Linked DNA regions of Gossypium arboreum: region 1 is linked to region 2. Evidence: chromatin contacts called from public Hi-C data. All regions are on one chromosome and are shown on one strand. The core of a region is the stretch at or near the end of the contact, and the rest is flanking DNA. Distances in the headings are between cores, read along the strand shown.

Region 1 (2,700 bases), core at 154-2,653, 57 kb before region 2:
AGCAAAACCAACAAGGGAAAAACATATGCAGTATCTTACCAACATCATCCCATTTAACAGCAGGGCTTCTATCAACTATTGCTGTATTGATCATTTCAACCAACTTCGACTCATAACCATTAGCAGATTCTTGAGAAAATTTCGAACTCCCAACTTTATCAACCTGATTTCTCACCACCGGGTTACGAGGAGACTTTTGTAACACATCTCTCCTAGAATTTGATGCTCTTGGTGAAACTGCAGCAGTTTGTGCATGAGTTAAGGTGTTCTGCAAATATGTATAACATTATATAATAAAAGAATGGGAACACTGTAAGACAATAATCAATCTCAGTAACTAACAACCGCATAACGCAGTTGCCATCTAATAAACATGGTTAAGTTTACATTTAACTAACATAAGACTGAGAAAGCCATACCTTGTTCGCGGATGTGCTACCTAAAGAAGATAGAAAAATAATAATAAACGAAATGAGTATGCATTTCAATTATTGTAAAATCACTTAACATGATAAATATTCAGAACACTACTAATAACCTGATCGGCGACTTAAAACCTGTAGTCTCTCAGATACTTGACCTTGCCATTTCGATATCTTTTGCCTATACGATTTCACCTTTTCTTGTTCACTATCACAAAATATGAGGAGTCAAATTTATAATCCATCAACACCAAATGATCAGGCAATTAGCAAAAGCAAAATGCAAAGATAATTGTTGAAATACCTAGAGCCGATATATGAAGGTGTGGGAGTGGAGCTAGCCTCGATCAGAATTCGCTGTGCATTTTTATAGTGAATCAGGGCGTCGTCTACTAAACCCCATTCTTCCGCTCGAACTGCTTTGTCGATCTCTCCTTTGGCCAAATCGAAGTATCCTTTGAGCTTATACGCGGTGCGTTCGTTTCCAGCTATTCCCTCCATGTTCTGACACGTGGAAGAACTAGGGTTTTGCGTTGATTCATATGGCGTGCTATCGGTTGAGATGATTGAGCTTAGAGAGTCGATTATGTCTTTGATGAAACTCATATCTACAAAAACAGAAAGAAAAAGAAGAAATAGATCAATCCTCGAAGAAAGCAATCAAGATATTTTAAAGATGAAGAGCAATTTGGCTAACCATTTATGATAAAATGGGGGAATTTCCCGAGTAAAAAAGTTCATCGCTTAGATCAAATTTTAGGGGGAAAAAAAAGGAAGCAATCGTTTTCAAAAGAAAAGGAAATTTCCGAAATTAGTTGGCGAGAACGAGAGAGGGGGAAAACAGAAAAGAGAAACCAGTTGCGTTCTTCTGATGGTTCTCCCTCCGGAAACTTTCAATTCCGTCGGATAGATAGCCTGCAGTGAGAGAAAGAAGATGGGCATTTTACACTTTGAGCCCAACAGGCGACGTCGTTTCACTGTTGATCTTAAAGATGGGTCTTAAAAACCCAATCCAATTTGTACACTTCTCGGCTCACTTTAAATAAAATGAAGGACCTTAAAGATGCAGACGGTCTGTCTAGACTTGACCGGGCTTAAGGCAGCCTTTAACTCTGACACACTTCAACGTTTAAATGGGCTAAAAATTTATTATAATTTCATTAAAACTAATAGAAAGCATTTCCATACTGGAGGTCACGTAATTATTTTTTACAACTCTAAAAGGGACAACACCAATTTTTCTTTTTTGTGCCACATATTAATGAGGAAAAAAAATTTATAAAATAGATTTTTATATAGACCTAAAGTCTCACTTCCTTTTTTTCTTTAAGTAATATAGGATATAAGATATGTGTATATATAAAATCATGAATAGGTTTGCAGTTTGTTCCTAGACAATGTAGGATTACTTCCTCTTTTAACTAATAACATAAAATTAAAGGTTACACTATATTTTATAATTTTTTACTTATAAAATTTAAAAATTTTATTGATGTAACAAATATTTTCCTTCTATGTTTTAGTTTCCTTTTAGAAAACTTTTACATGTTGATAGTTGTATTTATATTTTGCATAATTTATTATTATGATTTATTGTGAATAAAATTTATTTAAAGTGATGTGTTGAAAATCATTACAATTTTATTCATAATGTCAATTCATAATATTATTTTTATTCGTTTAGAGTATTACAAATTTTATATATTCTATACATTAATAATTCATTTATATAGATATGAACACATGCATTAATATTGTATTCACATCATTTTATTGTTTAATAATTTGATAGAAATTTAGTTTTAACTTTAAATTTATTTTATTAAAATACGTTATATAAATATAATTAATATAGTGTTATATACAAAACTTTAATCTAATATTTTGGGGACCGTTGAGTCATATTTTATTTAAAGATATGTGTATATAGTATTATATACTATGTGATCCTTTTGGTAGTTGCAATATCTTGGAAAAAGAGTTAATAGTATTAGTGACTTGTGTCTTTCACTCTTATTAGTGTGCGTTTTAATATTATAACACTTTCATGTTGATGAATGGATTTAGATTTGTAATGTAATCACATGCATATGATAATAATCGCATGAATGTTATATTGACGTTTCAAGATCGTTTTAATTTGATACAAATTGGTGAGTCATTTCATTTAGATTTTCAAGTATTACTTGATTGTAGATGTATGTATGTATTTATGTATGTATGTATGTATGTTCTGCACACAAAAAATTAAAATGAGGTGATACTCCCTCCTATGCTG
Region 2 (2,700 bases), core at 45-2,544:
GTTTTCATTGTTATCTTAACTTCTCTATACAAAGGAAAGAAATGCTTTAATGGAAGGGTGTGAAAAAAAAATTAAGGATGTCAGTGGGGCGGGTTTCATGTGGTCCCACCCCACTTCGCACCTAATTGGGCGGGGATAGGTACAAGTTTCGCGAGTGGTGGGGCAAGGTGGGGATAAAAATTATACCCGCTATGGGTGGTGGGGCAAGCGTGGGTATGACCTTGTACCCTCTTCATCCCCACCTGCCCTGCATAATATGATAATCATATTTAAAAAATAAACATTTATAAAATTTTAATTTTGATAACAGTACTCAGCTCACATTCACTTTTTTTTTTAGAAAAAAAGGAGAACACTCCACAATTTCTCACTCAATTTAGAAAAAAAAAGAAAAAAGAAGGAAAGTACTCAACACAGTTTCTCATATGCAAGTGCAGGTTTAGGTGAAGTTAAAGAGATACAATGCTCACAATTGATAGAAGAATTAGAAGATGAATGTGATAAAGAAGCAACAGGAGTGACATGTATTGATTGATTTTTGGAATTTTTTTACTTGTGTTGCATTTGAAGACATTTATAATGTATTTGAGACATTGTTTGTATTTGGATATTATGTAAGGACTTTATTTTTTGAATTTTTTTAGCTCGTATTGAAGTTATATTTTATTTACCAATTAAAGGGTTACGACGACTTATTTTTTTAATATGATGATAGTTGAAATAATATCACATATGTAGTGTGAGTTCGAAAGACAAGTATTTCATATTATTTTTTCATAAAAAAATTTAGTTTATATTTATTTTACTAATACTTATAAATATATTATATAAAGTGAGTCGTGGGATGAGTATAATGAGGATTAAGTGAGTTTGGAGACTATTGTAGGCGGTGGGATGGGGATGGTTTTGGATTTTGTATCCACAGTAGGTCGCGGGGCGGGGATGGTAGTGTTGACGTCCCAAAAGAAAATCCTATTTCTCTGGTTTCGTGTATTTTCTTAGATAGGGCTAGAAAGCAATTTTATTTTGATAAGGTGTCATACAGTAGTTAACTGATAATAGTTAGAATTAATCCCAAAAAACTAATCAATGAATTGAAACTTTGATAATAAAAAAAACTGTTAGAACTTTGTTCTAAACGCAAACCTAATAATTTTTAACATTTAAAACATCATTTTAATAATAATAAAAAGAACCCTTTTATTAAACAAATGAAAACCCCATTATCTTGTCCTAATTAACAAGTATTTTAGTAAACCTAATCCATCAAGAGAGTGGACCACCTCAACGGGAAAGGTGCTTTCACTTACATGTGAGGGGCACCTATCGCTTCGAATCTAGAATTGTGCGGCATGTTCACACTCTAAAGAAGCTGCTTTTATAGCAAAAGTGGCTTCAGGTTGTTGCACCCTTTTTCTTTGTCCTCCATGGAAGGCCAATTGAAAGCTTTGGTTGTTGAATTAGTTTAATTGAAATTATTATTTTTTTGGGAACCTAAACAACCGACTGTAGTGATTGATAGCGATTGTATTGGAATAATTGTTGTCATCTCTTCACTTCCTTGCATGACAACTCTTTCTATTCAATCACTTGTGAAAATTAATGGTAATGTCAACGTATGGCTGGCTTCTTTCAACTTTTTTTCTCCCACTCTATCGAATGTTGTCTTAGGTTTTTCTATATTCCATTTTCAGCCTATTGGTTCTCTTTTTTGGCATGAAATATGTTTTTATTTTTAATTATTTAGAAGGACATATTTGCTCATGGCAGGAAGGGACTGATCTTCATAAGTATACCTCTTTATTCATATCAATTAATACATACTTCTTACTCTTAAATCTAATTTTGAAAGAGTTGTCCCTCTAATAACAATCAAATTTACTTTTACCTTTTATAACACTAACAACCATAAAGTAATAAGTGTAACTTTTACTAATTGTCTATAAGTACATCTTTTTATCTTAAATTTTAATAAAACTAGTTATATTATTATGTATGATAAAAATAATAATTTTAGTTATATAAAATTTTATTAATCATATTTTATTACATAAAAGATAGCATTTAATAAAGGATTAATATTTGGTAAATTGTTAGTGTATTTTTTTATTCCACAAACAAATTTTAAAAATTTACGTGTTTTCTTTTAATATTTATTTTAATATTTTATTATATCTCTATATAACACTTTTCAACCCCTAACATTACCGTGGAGTTTAAAACTTCACTTACGGTGTACCAAATATTATTCTTTTAATAAATAGAATTACATTTATAAATTTTATTAAAGCTACCATCTGAATCTCAATTATTGATGTTATTAATATATTATAGGTTTTAATTTCAAATTTTAAAAATTTGAATATTATCTAAATCTCAAATAATGTTATAAGTATGTGGAATGCTATTGTTATTAGTGTAGTGGTAAAGAATTTGTTTATAATTCCATTAAATATGAGTTCAATCCTAAATATGTTGATTTTTAATTTTTTGTTTAGAAACTATATAATATGAAAAAGACAAAAGGGTCATCAAAATAATAATAGTAGTCTTTTAATAAAAGGGTATATTAGTCCTTTTCTAACCGAGTTGGCACTCAGTTAACCCGTGACCCAACTCAATCAAGGGATTTTATTGAATAGTACAGATAAATACACAAATTTGGGTGAGAGAAAATATTTTATGTCGAAAGTTATTTCT

The links. A called contact is a pair of places that touch in the nucleus more often than the background predicts.
Region 1: a Hi-C map of leaf shows a contact between it and region 2, with 3 times the contacts expected there. The contact joins the promoter of LOC108469422 here to the enhancer-like site in region 2. A contact is called at or near these places in 2 of 5 Hi-C or Micro-C datasets (both in leaf).

Annotation. Positions count from the first base shown.
Region 1 is chr7:69,820,522-69,823,221 of ASM2569848v2, reverse strand. It overlaps LOC108469422, which reads right to left and starts at 1,403. Exons shown (of 14, transcript XM_017770335.2): 1 at 1,120-1,403; 2 at 727-1,030; 3 at 539-630; 4 at 420-439; 5 at 40-268. The coding sequence starts at 1,028.
Region 2 is chr7:69,763,300-69,765,999 of ASM2569848v2, reverse strand. No RefSeq gene overlaps it. Among protein-coding and RNA genes, the nearest start is that of LOC108469993, 13 kb to the right of the region's middle. Within about 2 kb of position 1,294, at least 1 of the 2 cell types and tissues checked has an H3K27ac peak or open chromatin away from gene starts, as enhancers often do. A contact at or near this core is called in leaf, where this site is marked.